5 separate regions of the Mus musculus genome follow, and regions 2, 3, 4 and 5 are each linked to region 1. The links are chromatin contacts, called in public HiChIP or PLAC-seq and promoter capture Hi-C maps. All regions are on one chromosome and are shown on one strand. The core of a region is the stretch at or near the end of the contact, and the rest is flanking DNA. Distances in the headings are between cores, read along the strand shown. Region 1 holds the start of Uso1 (USO1 vesicle docking factor). Region 2 holds the start of Ccni (cyclin I). Region 3 holds the start of Epgn (epithelial mitogen). Region 4 has its middle 29 kb from the start of Areg. Region 5 holds the start of Cxcl1 (chemokine (C-X-C motif) ligand 1).

What was found. Promoter capture Hi-C pulls out the DNA fragments that hold promoters and counts their contacts. HiChIP or PLAC-seq counts read pairs in DNA pulled down with a chosen protein or histone mark.
Region 2: a promoter capture Hi-C map of pre-B cells shows a contact between it and region 1. The contact joins the promoter of Ccni here to the promoter of Uso1 in region 1. A contact is called at or near these places in 3 of 39 promoter capture datasets (the C10 cell line and pre-B cells), 1 of 484 Hi-C or Micro-C datasets (CD4 T cells), 1 of 115 datasets of contacts at active chromatin or transcription factors (astrocytes) and 1 of 9 other capture datasets (liver).
Region 3: a contact with region 1 is called in a promoter capture Hi-C map of embryonic stem cells, with 2.7 times the contacts expected there. The contact joins the promoter of Epgn here to the promoter of Uso1 in region 1. A contact is called at or near these places in 3 of 39 promoter capture datasets (the 3T3-L1 cell line, embryonic stem cells and liver) and 1 of 115 datasets of contacts at active chromatin or transcription factors (pancreatic cancer cells).
Region 4: a contact with region 1 is called in a FOXA1 HiChIP or PLAC-seq map of pancreatic cancer cells. The contact joins the enhancer-like site here to the promoter of Uso1 in region 1. A contact is called at or near these places in 4 of 39 promoter capture datasets (the 3T3-L1 cell line, hippocampal neurons, liver and 1 more) and 1 of 115 datasets of contacts at active chromatin or transcription factors (pancreatic cancer cells).
Region 5: a promoter capture Hi-C map of liver shows a contact between it and region 1, with 2.5 times the contacts expected there. The contact joins the promoter of Cxcl1 here to the promoter of Uso1 in region 1. A contact is called at or near these places in 4 of 39 promoter capture datasets (the 3T3-L1 cell line, cranial neural crest, liver and 1 more) and 1 of 115 datasets of contacts at active chromatin or transcription factors (bone marrow-derived macrophages).

Annotation. Positions count from the first base shown.
Region 1 is chr5:92,136,501-92,139,200 of GRCm38.p6, forward strand. Uso1 (USO1 vesicle docking factor) reads left to right here and starts at 1,438. Exons shown (of 24, transcript NM_019490.1): 1 at 1,438-1,663. The coding sequence starts at 1,598. It also overlaps a transcript of G3bp2 not described here.
Region 2 is chr5:93,205,243-93,207,942 of GRCm38.p6, forward strand. It overlaps Ccni (cyclin I), which reads right to left and starts at 1,253. Exons shown (of 7, transcript NM_017367.3): 1 at 672-1,253. It overlaps 2010109A12Rik (RIKEN cDNA 2010109A12 gene), which reads left to right and starts at 1,276. Exons shown (of 3, transcript NM_029363.1): 1 at 1,276-1,481. The coding sequence starts at 1,438.
Region 3 is chr5:91,026,254-91,028,974 of GRCm38.p6, forward strand. Epgn (epithelial mitogen) reads left to right here and starts at 1,264. Exons shown (of 5, transcript NM_053087.2): 1 at 1,264-1,312; 2 at 2,047-2,133. The coding sequence starts at 1,270.
Region 4 is chr5:91,108,763-91,111,614 of GRCm38.p6, forward strand. No RefSeq gene overlaps it. Among named protein-coding and RNA genes, the nearest start is that of Areg, 29 kb to the right of the region's middle. Within about 2 kb of position 1,434, at least 58 of the 459 cell types and tissues checked have an H3K27ac peak or open chromatin away from gene starts, as enhancers often do. A contact at or near this core is called in pancreatic cancer cells, where this site is marked.
Region 5 is chr5:90,889,814-90,892,513 of GRCm38.p6, forward strand. It overlaps Cxcl1 (chemokine (C-X-C motif) ligand 1), which reads left to right and starts at 1,432. Exons shown (of 4, transcript NM_008176.3): 1 at 1,432-1,567; 2 at 1,657-1,780; 3 at 1,896-1,976; 4 at 2,695-2,700. The coding sequence starts at 1,498.

The sequences.
Region 1 (2,700 bases), core at 188-2,687:
GTACTCTCTCCTGAGACGCTGAAGTGGAGGCTTAAGGAACTAGCAGGAATCTGCCCCACAAAGAGGGAAAGGGCATACTAAAGCAAGAGAAACATGTTGAGTATTTGAGGGACACTGGCGCTTCAACCCTAACAGGTGTGTCTGCCAAACTAAGGAGTTTGGATGTCATTATATAAACCGGGGAACCACTGGAGGATTCTAACAAGAGGACTGACATACTTCCTCTTGGGCTCACCCAAGGGTGTACTGTGGGAAGCCAGGGCTGGATGTAGACAAACTAGTTAGGAGCCTACTGCTGTAATCTCAGTGTGGAAGAATCTGAGAAATATTCCTGCACACCATACACTCAACATTGGACAGGTGAAGGAGGAAAGCCGGAGTCTTCGGATTCCTCCTTACAGACTAGGGGATTATTTGGGTAGAGGTACTACTGAGCACGCTAGGGCACACCGTGGAAGCATACTGATTTCTTTTTAGAGGGAGTCTGGGGGAGACATAGGTCTTAATCGTCACATCTGAGACCTATGGGGAATTGAAACCAAGAGAGGCATGAGTCAGTTGGTTTACTAGACTCCCTTTCAGAGTCAAGAAATTTGCAAAACCATGTGTACCTGGCAGCCTCATTTGGAAAGAACAAGTATAGCGATTTGGAAATATGACATTCTGCTTGCTAAAACCATTGAAAACGTAGAAATTAAGAATTAATTTTAAAAAGGGGGGCATTATGCTACCAAAATGACACAATGGAACAATTTATTTCCAACCTCTTATTAGAGATAAACGAAGGGGGTTACTTCTCACACTTGAAAATGAGCGGAGAACCTGGTGTTTAGATCAAGGAATTCTTTTTAGCGGGGCTGAGGAGCAAGAACTTAGAAACGCGCCCTCGAGTGGTAGTGGAATGAGGGGTCTCTAGCACCCCCTTTACCACCAAACAAAGCCCTGGGTAGAAATGCAATTTGCGAGGATCAAAAGGCCACCTCGCTCGTACCGCTTAACCGAAAGAACCATACGAATCTTCCAGGGGACAGGACACCCTTCTCCCCCTTACCTGTCACGCCGGCCAAAGGAAAATTTCACTTTCGACTCAACAAAAATAAACCCTCAGGTTTGACAGCTTGCAGTCCGTCCCGCTCTCGGCGACAAAACACCTACCAGCCGATGCTCCTAGTCTAATCAGAGCCTCGGGAGCCGACTGGGCAGGGCTGCGACCACGTGGGTGACCGCGGCCAGCAGCAGCAAGCAGCGCAAGGAGGAGGAGGGGGCGTGCCCAAGTGGTGGGAGGCCTGCTGGTAGGCGTGGCCTGTGGGGCCGGGCAGGTGGGCGTGGCCTGCGGCCCGGGGCTCCCTCCTCTCCCCTTTTGCCTTCGCCCTTCGAGCCGCCACGTAACGCCACGTCCCCGCGCATGCGCACCGCGGCTGGTGTCCGCGGCTGTTTCCGGGCTCGGGGGGCCGGAGAGGCTGCTGAGTAGGAGGCGGCGGTGGCGGAGGCCGGGGAGTGCGGAGAGCCGGCTCGGGGGCTAGGCCCTACGGGGGGCGGGGGGCGGTCGTGTTTTCTTTGGCAGAGGGGCTGGTGAAGCCGGCGGCTGAGCGACAAGATGAATTTCCTCCGTGGGGTGATGGGGGGTCAGAGTGCCGGACCCCAGCACACTGAAGCCGAGACGGTGAGCGCAGCGTCGCCGGGCCGGGCTGGGGCCGGGCTGGGTGGGTGAGATCGGGGCGTCTACGCCGCTCCCGTCGCCTGCCTTCTTTCCTTCCCCCTGCTCGGACGCGCGAGCTCCCCACGCGGCGGTGCAGCCCGGGCCGTGGTGACAGGAGGGCTTCGGGGACCCGGCACGGCGACGGACCGCGCGGCCCCTCCCTCCTTCCCTTTAACCTGTCGGCCGGCCAGCCTCGGTGCCGGCTGAAACCCGGCTCTACGGGGCTGGAAGGAAGTTAAGACCCAGCTGTTGGCGAAGGCTTGTGGCTAAGAATAAAACGATATTCTTGGGGCACAATGCCACCTGTTCCTGCCCCATCAGCTGTAAGAATGGGCGTTTGCCTAGGGTTGGTGGTTCAGACCCTACTTTTCAGGTTCACCCAAATGTGTCATGGGGCAATACTTACTCCTCTTGCACGCTGTAGTGATCTGCGCGCTAACCACTCTAGGGACTCTTCTGCTCTATTGGTGACATGATTTGTTAATGTTTTTCTTTTTTAATTATTAAGACATGGAAAACCGGCATTTGATTTTATGTTTAGGATACACTTCCTGGGAAGTTTGCAGAGCCAATTGGAAACTGCTGTGGATGGCTTACCTGAGAAAAATGAATTTAGATATACAGAAAAAAAAAAAAACCGCGTGTGACATTTTAAAGACAAACTTTGGGTAGTTGTCATAGCTCTGTTTTGTGGATTCAGAAGGGTCATAAAATAGGACCTGCAAGATAGGATGGAGTCTTTACTAATGAAGAGAGAATTAAAGTAACTTGACCAGAATCTTGGAGCTAGAATTTACTACGGGGGAAACTAAGAAACTAAGCTTTCTGCTAAGCTTAGACTTGATTGCTGATCCCGGGTTTCAGTTGTTAGCTGGCCCTTTTGGAAATAAGATTACCCACATTAATTAAGTTAGGATTACGTTAACTAACGAATGTAGTGTACTAATGTAGTTAGTGTAGTTTACGCATGTAGTTAGTACTGAGGGAGATGGAGGAGGCCT
Region 2 (2,700 bases), core at 3-2,502, 1.1 Mb after region 1:
ACTTTGCTATTCTAAGACCTTCAGTTGATCCATTTACCTCGTTGATCTATTTACCTCACACTTTCCACGAATTTACTACACAATGTTCAACTTCTGCCTAAATGACCTGCGGTGGAGCAGGCTAACTCTGCAGAGAGCATTTAGCTCTTGCAAAATTCGGCATTTTTCTGTCCTTTATGATGCAACTCAGTTCCCTCACCTCTCTAGTTTCCTCCACCGGCCCAAGCCCTAGACGACGTTACACTCCCGCGCGCGGTGTGTGGGTGGCGGGGGGGGGGGGGGGTAGGGCAGAGGAAGATAACTATTGGCTTGACATTCACAATACTCTGCCCGGTAAATTATGTTCGGTGGTCACGAGGGATCGGTGGCTTCTGTGGGTGGGGGTGTGTCACCTTCTTTATTAGCACTGGCTCGCGGAGCCTGGAACTGGCACCCCAGTCGGTGACGGGCTGTGGCTACAAGTTACTTGGGGACCAAAAAAAAAAAAAAAAAAGAAAAAAAGGCCGGGCTCAAAGGAAACCCACGCAGCGCTGCCAGAGACGGCGAGGGGGTCCCCGAGGTGCCCAGGAAAGGTTCGCCGAGGGGACCGGTCCTCGGGGGAGCGGCGCGCGCCCCCGCGAGCTCCCACTCCAGCGGCGCGCACGGCGACCGCGCCGCGCCCCCGCCCTCACCTTCTTCTTCTCCTCCTCTTCCTCCTCCTCCTCCTCCCCGGCAGAGCTGTAGGCCTCACAGTGGTGACGCGGGGTCATCCGGGGGCCCGTTACCACCTCATGATCCTCGGCGCGCGGCAGCGGGGCGCGCGGGACCAGGGCCGGGCCGTCTGAGGAGGGAGAAGAGGGCAAACCGGGCCGGCGGGCGCGGGTACTCGGGCGGGACGCACGGCTGCGGCCGAGGGGTCACTCAGCGAACTAGTTCCATGATGACCCTGGGCCCGAGGCCGCCGCCGCCGGTCCCGCTCCTCCGACCGCCGCCGCTGGTGCCCGGGTGAGGAGGGGGCGCCCTCTCGCCATAGGGCGGCGGGGGCCGGGGAGAGGCGCGGGGTGAGGCCGGCTCTGCCCCTGCCCGAGGGAAACGCCTCCGAGGGGAAATGGTGGAAGGGGGGAAGGGGAAAAAAGAAAAGAAAAGGAAGGGGAAAGGGGGAGAAAATAAGAAAAAGCGAGACAGAGGCGCTGGCGCGTCCGCTCGCGGGGGAAGGCTGGGGAGGGAGGAGCGTACGAAAAAGCGCCGGCCGCCTAGCCCCGCCCTCGCGGACTGATTTCGGCCGCGCGTGTCTGTAAACAACGCCAGTGTTCTCGTCTCTTCCTGGCCACCTCCGGTGTCCCACGGACGCATAGGAGAGTTTGAACAAAGACGAACTTCCGTGTCTTATGGACGCACAGGAGAGTTTGAACAAAGACGAGCTTCCGGAGACGACCTGGGGAAGGCGCTGGGACTGGGATGAAAAGGGAAAGTGCATTTTGTGTGCACAAAGAGAAGGAAAGGTGCGCGGACTCTTTTTCCTCGGGCGCGCGGAAGAACCCCCGCCGCCTGTTCGGTGACGTAAGAGGCTTGTTAGCCGAGGAGGCGTGCAGTGGCCGGAGAGTGTGCTGCGCATGCGCCTCTGGAAAGAAAGGAGCCTAGCCTCAGGGAAGGGTTTCTGGGTGAGCGCCTGCGCCCAACCTAGAGTCTCCCAGTGTTTCCCAGCCCAACTTGTCCTTAGCCCTCCTGAACGAATTTATTAGACGTGGATGGAGATCTTTTGTGTAAAGATCACATTCTTTGTTGACCTTACGCAAAATTATGTTGTCCCGTTCCTATTAGTGAGTAAGGACATGCATCTTTTTAACCATCCTGTGGGTGATGGGAGACTGAAGCACTTTAGAATTAAGAAAATTAAGGGGATCATATCCTGCGTGCTTAAGGCTACTTGTAAAAACAGTGGATTAGACTACTGACGGCTTGGCTGTGCGCCAATGGAATTCTAGTCATGAGCCAGTATGTCTAGTATTTCAGGGTCCTGTTTATCACTAACTAGGTCCTTAACGAATGTGAACTAAATGTGTTTTATTTACTTGAGTACTTTTTACTCCAGTTGGTAAATTTTGCAAATCTTACAATGGTTCTACTTATGAAAAGAATGCAGATAGCTTTGGGAAGAAGGGGAGACCTGGAACTTAACCATTTACCTAGTCAAGCATTCATTTTACATCACTGGAAAAAAACAAAAACAAAAACAAAAAAAAAACCCGATCAGGTTTTTACAGAACTGGAATTAGCTTGAAAACAAAAGGCTCCTGTCTTCAAGGAGTTTGCAACTCAGGCACAGAGATACCCATTGATCACTGTATGAAATTACCCAAAAGACTGTTTTACTCTATAGCCATCCCCTCCCCATATGAACTCATGGATGGCCTGGATCTTGTATAGTTTGTTTTATACTGCATTTCTGTATGTGAAAGGCTCTCAGTATTTGATTTCTGACCTCATAAACAAGTGTCAGTAGCAGAAGGATTAAGATGGAAAATTTCAGACCAGTGTGGAAACGCCTTTAACCTGCTCTGGGCTCTCAGTAAAGGTTTCTCTGAGGAAGTGACATTTAAGATGAGTCTTGAAACCACTGGGCAAAGAAAAATATAGGCACAGGAAGCAACATATGGAAAGCACTGAAGCTTACATTGCCTCTGAGACTCAAGGGGCAGAAAGCTGAGGTCAGAGAGGATT
Region 3 (2,721 bases), core at 14-2,513, 1.1 Mb before region 1:
CAAGTGGTACATATTCCTTTAGCTTTGAAGTGATGACTCTTGTGGTAAGTGATTGCCCAAGCTGTAATGAGTGCAGCAAGCTCATGCTTGTGTAATTTCTAAAGCCAAATTCTTATTTAAATACGGAAAGGGATCTTTTCTGATAAATCTAATTTGCTTGGTGGACATGATTCACACGGTAACCAATTTTGAACAAGTTTTCAAGGTTCAGAAAATATAAGCAGATAAAACTCCAGGTAGAAAGGCATACCACTTCAGCAAACTATATTCATATTCAAAGTTATTTAGGGCAGTTAAAATTTACAAGTAACCCCTACAGTTTAAACAAAAAGGCATAGGCATAATTACATATTTGGGCTTTTGTAATCTCATTTTAATCATTACTGGGCCAACAGTAAAAATAAAACCTTGAGTTTGTATGCAATTAAGACTAGCTGCTCATTAGATTTAGCCAAACTAGAGGCTACCTCAATGAAAAATTTGTAATGGCTATTACCACCATACATAGGTTCAATATTATTAATATATTGATTCTCTGCAGCCTACCATGAGGACAGACTTAAGCACTGTTGATCCTAGAGCTTAGCAGTTCATCTGATTTCTTTATAAGGCATTAAATGCCAGAATGACATAAAGGTTAATGTTATAGTATTAGAAGTAATTTTATTTAATTAATAAACTTTATCACACATCCAACTAATTAACAAAAATAAAAATGAAATAAGAAACATGTTTTTTTAAACCAAAATTGTGTTCTTATTTATAACCATATGAACAAAGTATTTTTAAAATATGCTTAGGACCTTTTTCAGTGGCCATAATGGAAGGTAAGCGGGGCAGCATCAGAGACTTTCACAGACCCTACCAGATTATCTTGTCTGCTGTTCTGCAGGGATCTTGGCTGTGATCCTTCATAGTCTACTAGAAAAGCTGTGGTTCAGTTCACAGCAGCAGGGAATTTTCCACATTTGCATTCATTTTTTAATTTTAAGAACGTTGACATGGACAATTATGCCCACAGGTGACAGGAAACCTGTGTTTCAAGAGAGAACTTGATCACATCTCTAGATAACCTAGGTATCCTAAACAAGTGTGCGAGTGCCCGCAGGCTTCATGCTGCTGCCAGGAGCACATAGTTTTTGGATTGGTAAGAACAGCCAGATGACGCTTCGTGAAATATAAATGGAAGAAAGACTCAGAGAGTGCAATAAAAACCCTCCACCCTTCCGTCTAGGAGGACCAGAGAAAGAACTTGAGCAGCTTCAGAATATGGCTCTGGGGGTTCTGATAGCAGTCTGCCTCTTGTTCAAAGGTGCGTAATTCCATTTTTGTTACCTTTGTCCCACCTTACAATGGGAAGATTTAGTTCTCTGGATTCAGAGTTGTTCCCCGGCAATGATCAAAACAAGGAACGTGTGGATTAATTATGTTTTTAGAGAATACATGTCTCTCTCTCCCTCTCCCTCTCCCTCTCCCTCTCCCTCTCCCTCTCCCTCTCCCTCTCCCTCTCCCTCTCCCTCTCCCTCTCCCTCTCCCTCTCCCTCTCCCTCTCCCTCTCCCTCTCCCTCTCCCTCTCCCTCTCCCTCTCCCTCTCCCTCTCTCTCCCTCTCCCTCCCTCTCCCTCCCTCTCTCTCTCTCCCTCTCCCTCTCTCTCCCTCCCTCTCCCTCTCTCTCCCTCCCTCCCTCCCTCTCTCTCTTTTCTCTCTCTCAAAGAAGCCTGAAGTGTTTACTTTTCATAATTGAAGCACACTTGATAACAGCTACTGCCCTACAGTAAGCTGTGCGTGGTGATTAAATGAGTTATGTAAATACATGAACTTTCTCCTGAGAATGAGTGTATTTCCTTGTTCCATAATTGTACTCTTGTCAAGGGGACAGCTAAAAAGTACTCTGGAACTGCCCTTGTCAGGTTCTGGATCTCAGTGGAAACAATGAGTTAGAACCAGAACAGAAGATGGGAACCCCAGGATAAGAGCCACTTTGGGTCTGTCATTCATAGACAAACGAAGCTCACGTGTGACAGATGTTCTTCCTCCTCTACCACAGCAATGAAGGCAGCACTGAGCGAAGAAGCAGAGGTGATCCCTCCTAGCACAGCACAGCAGAGCAACTGGACATTTAACAACACCGAAGGTATCTTCTTCCCCCTTTATTTCAAGGGACTTCTTTAAAACTTTTGACAGAACGTTGCGTTTGATGGAGAACATTTGAAAATTTTTAACTAAAATTTTTTAGATAATCAGCTATTTCAGAGAGATGATGATGCTAAACTGAAGTGATAGGTAGGTGTGCCTGCCAAACACTGCCTTTCTTTCTTTCTTTCTTTCTTTCTTTCTTTCTTTCTTTCTTTCTTTCTTTCTTTCTTTCTTTCTTTCTTTCTTTCTCTCTCTCTCTCTCTCCCTTCCTTCCTTCCTTCCTTCCTTCCTTCCTTTCTTTCTTTCTTTCTTTCTTTCTTTCTTTCTTTCTTTCTTTCTTTCTTTCTTTCTTTCTTTCTTTCTTTCTTTCTTAAGAGAAAGAAGTGAAGCAGGGATGAGAAAACCTGCCTATCTTCCACTACTCTTCTAAATGTGAGCCCTGCCATGGGTTCTGCTGGGATTCTGCTTGACTTCCAATGACCCTTTTATACTGGGTATAGTTGAATATGCTTTGACATTCTGGAGGAGAGACATTGTATTTTGATCTGGAGCAGGAAGCTTGGTAGCCACAGAAATGACAAGAAGC
Region 4 (2,852 bases), core at 184-2,683, 1.0 Mb before region 1:
TCTTTCTTTCTTTCTTCCTTCCTTCCTTCCTTCCTTCCTTCCTTCCTTCCTTTCTTTCTTTCTTTCTTTCTTTCTTTCTTTCTTTCTTTCTTTCTTTCTTTCTTTCTTGTGTGTGTGTTCAAGGAAAAACTTTTATTCTAGGACAAATCCAAGAATGAAGCCACAGGTGTGGGTTATAAAACAAGGCCATGTGAATCTGTTGTTTTCAACTTATAACAAGCTTACAAAATGCAACACTGCTTTGAACTTAATATGAATATCCTCTTGTAACTCCCATTTTGTGTAACATTTTATCTGTGAGCTAAAAAAAAAAAAAAAAAAAAAGGAAAAAAAAGAGGAAAATGGCTACACCACTGCATTTGGATGGATGGATGGATGGATGGATGGATGGATGGATGGATGGACAGAGCAGAGCCCCTCCCCTCGAGCCAACAACTCATCATCTTTATTTCTTTTTCTTTGGCTTTTTTATGGACAAAAGCTCATAGAAAATTAGCTCACAGATCATCTTTTTCTATGGAGCAAATTCTACCAGACTCAAAGCCACATCTATGCTGAACTCCCCTTGACCCTGCTGTAGAGATTCCTACTCAGTCTTCATGTAGAAACTGAAGTACTGTGCTTTCTCAGAAGCCTCTCCCAACTCTGACATATAGACTGTTTGAAAGGTTTTCATACCATTCTAAGGTAGCATTTATCACAGTTCATTTGGCTGTTTGGTAAAATTATTTTTTAAAACAACTTAACTAAACTTTCTTTAGTAGGTTCTTTGTGGGTTTTTTATATCACTAATAATTGCACAATATTGTCAGCCAATCAAGGAATGTCATCTGAATGAAATAATTGTCTTGAAAGAACTTCTAGCCAAGGGATATTAAATTATTTACTATATACAATTATAAGTGATTTTGAAATCCCATAATGCCTGATGTTTTTAAAAAACAATTTTTATTAAATCAGTTGTTCTCATTTTGTTGTTAATTACGACTCTCAAGCAAAATCTGGTTATCCAGTCTAGTCCTTCCTGAGGTAAGTGCGATTATTTAGCCATGAACAGGGTGCACTGTTAGTCATGGGAATCCGGATATGTGCCCAGTTTTTATGGATACCCAAGCCCATTTTTTCTCACTGAACAGTTCTCTAGTGTTGGAACCCCTTTAAGAGTCCCTTCCTTCTTGAAGATCTGAGCACTTCTATCTATACTTGGGATTCCTGAGTTTGTTTTTATTGTCTGTTTAGAGGTCTTTGGAAAGAGGCTAAGTCATCCAAATACTACAAATTCAATTAGTAATACTTAAAAGGCCTTTTCTTTCCAGGTTCCAGCTTTGAGACCTTATAGGACAACCCGTGTCTTTGACCACAGTAGCAATGACACAACTATCTCTTTAGCATGCCCCACTGGCCTTGGCACTTGAAGTGCAAGGTTTAGACATGCCTCGGCATGTTCCTTGAGTCTGCTCTCTCTCTGCCCTCCTTCTGGCTTCAGGCTGATAAGACAGCTCTTAACCCTGAGAAAGCTGCATCAGCTATAGAATTTATGACATTATTTGCTTTGAATCAAAGTTCATCGCTTGTTCTGGCATTCCGGATATTGGCTTTGGTTCTTCTAAGTTGTCTTAAGTCTATGCTAAAGTAAACCTCAGGTGACATTTACAGTCTTGATTAACAGGAAACTAATTGTTGAAGTCAGTGAAAGGCAAAAATTCTTTTTGTGTGAAAGTCCACTGTACCTTTGAAGACATGCATAAAACGTGAGTCACCAATGTGAATGAGTTCATTATGTCTCACTGCGATTTTGCCTTTGATTATGAACCTTTTTTTTGAAACAGGATCTTGTAGCTTTTAGCTTACTACATAGCTGAGGATGACCTTAAACTTCTATATTTGTTGCCTTCCTCCATGTGCTGGTCTTACAAGAGGGGGCCACCTCATCAGCTAATGCTGTACAGGCTGAATTTACAACCCAGCTCTAAACATTAACCGATTTACATACAACAATTACATTTATTGAAATCATTGTAGCATTTTAGAACTCTGTTTCTCTGCTTATTTTAGGTTACATCCAATTCTGATATCCCTTGCTTAGATTAAGATGCTATGCCAAATGGGAAGTCAGAAGCTCTACGAAGTGCGGAAACTATATATTTGTCTACACAATCTTCAAGAAAAGGACAGGATTTAAGAAGATTAGAATAACTGAAAGTTCCCAACCTTTTTTCATTAAAAATAATAATGGGCCACAAAGCTCGCTCAGAAGTAGTATGTACGCCGTCATTTAGTTTTTAATTTTTCCAGGCCTATTAGATAAATACGCACTAAGTTAGAGCAATTAGACTTTAATTAGAAGTATAATTGGAACTTCCTGTGTATCTTGTCCGGCACCCCATTGTGATTCAGTGGGCTCAGCCCTTCGGTCAGCTGTAGTCAGTGCTGATGGTTTTGGGCTGGGAGCCAGAATCCTGTGACTGGCAGAGACGGAGAGCCCAGCAGAGGCTGGGTGGCTGGAGTTCTCACTTCCTAAAATGATGCACTGAGCACCTTGTGTGTTCTAGATGTTCATGGTGAGTGAGACATGCCAAAGGCTGCGTGTGCAGTCCTGTCATGGCAGTCACTTGAAGAGCAGGCATGTCCTTCCTTGTCTTAGTTGTGCGGGGACAGATGTGGAGAAGGAAAATGTTTTAGGCATCAGTGGTTCTGTTTCTATAATGGCAACTCTATAAAGAATGTTTGAGAGATGAAAACCTAAGGCCAAGGAGCTCCATCTGGCCTCTGTTTGGCTCCACGGTGTCATAACAGTTAGAGAAGAAGAAAGTGGAAACCATATGAATAAAGGGCCAAATTCTCATTTATTG
Region 5 (2,700 bases), core at 182-2,681, 1.2 Mb before region 1:
TAGCACCCGGATGCTAGCACATTTCATCTTAGTATATCAGCTCTGTGAAGCAAATGCTACTATTGGCTTTCTTTTACAGATGAGAAACATACTTGAGGTTGGAGAGATTGCCAGTGACCATTGCGTGGGGACTCGTTGAAGCTGAAGTTTTAATCCTAATAGTCAGGCTGCCTCTGTAGCTCCACATGTAGAGTACACCCAGACCAAGGGTTTCTTACATGATAGCTCCAGTTCTCCCTCACAGAGACATAGAATCAATGGATGTTCAGCTAGGATCTACATTCAAATACCAACAATGACAAAAACAAACACAAACAAACAAACAACAATAACGACAACAATCTGGAGACCTAAGACTGCATTCAGGCAGATTCTGAAATTGTTTAAATAGAGAGCAACAAATATGTCAGTAATTATCTAAGTCTGGTGTATTGGCTCCTGAGTCTAAGAAGCACTTGGAAGGTGGGAGGAGAAGGCTTGGAAGTTCAATAGCTAGTTCTAGGTAACCCTGAGTAGTAATTAATAATAATAATAATAATAATAATAATAATAATAATAATATTCAAAGACTCAGTTTTACAATACAGATAGATTCAGATAGCATGAAAATAGTTGTACAAGTAGACTAATAGTTATATAAAGCCATAGCCCTTTGCTGTTAGACTGGTGCTTGTGACATCTGTGGCCTTTTATATCTAGGAACCCCCTCCTCAGCCCAGAAAAAAACCCACAGCTTTCCCGTGGACTTTCCTTAGTCAAAACAAAATATGACCTGCTATACAGCAGGGTAGGGATGCTTCAGGAACCACACCGGGAGTTCGGACTTTCGGGAAGTTCCCAAGCTCAAAAAACAAAGAGGAGATTGCTACAGCATTCTAAAATAAACAGGGACCTAACCTTGACAGTGATCTTTCTCCTCACCCTCTTCACATGCCTCCCTGATACAAACCACCAACTGTGATTTACCACAAAAACAGTTGGCAAAAGCAAACCACCTCACGTGGGATAAGAGAGGGTAGATGTCTTTTTAAAGAATGCGTTAATCTGCCACACTCAAAAAACAAGACAAGCTTCCATCCCCGCAAATCACTGTAGTACACCAAGTGGAATCCTAGGTGGCGTGGCGCCCACGTGCACATAACGCGTGTGACCCACCTCGCCCTGAGCACTGGAGACTCTGAAGTCTCACTACTCCTCCCCCCCCCAACCCCCCAGCCGTCACTTGTCCAGCGAAGCACGTCACTCCCTCCCCTTTGGGACTTTGGGGCAAAAAGCAAAAATCCCAGAGTCTAATCCTTGGGAGTGGAGCAAGGGGGAGGAGCGATGTCCTTTCCGGTTGCAGGGAAACACCCTGTACTCCGGGAATTTCCCTGGCCCGGAGCTCTGGAGTTTCGAGCATAAAAGGGGCTCGCGGGAGCCCTAGAGCTCCACAACAGGACTCAGAGCCTCTAACCAGTTCCAGCACTCCAGACTCCAGCCACACTCCAACACAGCACCATGATCCCAGCCACCCGCTCGCTTCTCTGTGCAGCGCTGCTGCTGCTGGCCACCAGCCGCCTGGCCACAGGTAGGTCTCGCCACTGCCACTGGGGGAGGAGGGACCTCTGGTGAGCGCAGCCTCCCACAGTCCCGCTGACCAAGAGTCTTCTCCCATAGGGGCGCCTATCGCCAATGAGCTGCGCTGTCAGTGCCTGCAGACCATGGCTGGGATTCACCTCAAGAACATCCAGAGCTTGAAGGTGTTGCCCTCAGGGCCCCACTGCACCCAAACCGAAGTCATGTGAGTATCTTCCCGGTTAGCTTCTGCCACTTCCAGACTCGCCCAAACCCTCCCGCGCCCCCACACTTCTCCTAGTGGGAATGCCTAACATGTGGGTCTATCCTTCTCTCTGCAGAGCCACACTCAAGAATGGTCGCGAGGCTTGCCTTGACCCTGAAGCTCCCTTGGTTCAGAAAATTGTCCAAAAGATGCTAAAGTGAGTTGTGACTTGTGTTTGTACCCGAGACTAGAGTCAAGGGTGGGAGTACTGGCATATGACCCCTGAACGTTAATTCTATCAAGGAAAGTCTGTGTTTATCAGGAGGTCGGAAAGTTGTGGTTATTATTTTGGTAATTGACCTTAATTTGAGATCATTAATTGGTTCTGATGCTAGAGAATTGTGTCCTCTTGGACACAATTACTATTGTATATTACACAATTACTATTGTGTATAATTATTACCACACTCAAAACCCCTATGCAAATGGTCAGTGGCAACAGTTCCTAAAAGATGGAGAAGTCGCCAATAGCCTTTAAAAGTCTCCTTAGGGGCTGGCAAAGCATGCCCGAGCCTTCTTTTGCCAGTGAGATTTCCCTGAGTTCAAGGCTAAGGTCTCTGTGAATGTTACATAATTTATTGAATTTAAGCCAAGTAGGGGAGATAATAGCAGCTATATCACAGAGTTGTGAGTGAGAGAGGATTAAAGTCACACTTGTAAATTAACCCATGCTGAAGTAGGTTTTTGTTTGTTTGTTTTTGTTTTTGTTTGTTTTTGTTTTCCAAGTCAAGTGATTGACTCCACAGGAACCGACAGTACAGAACTCTGGGTGCAAGTGTAGACATGTAGAAAGCCCATCTGGAGCCTCAGGGGCTGGAATAAAAGAAGAAAGGCTTTGATGACTATTTGTAACAATGACTCTTTTCTGATTGCAGAGGTGT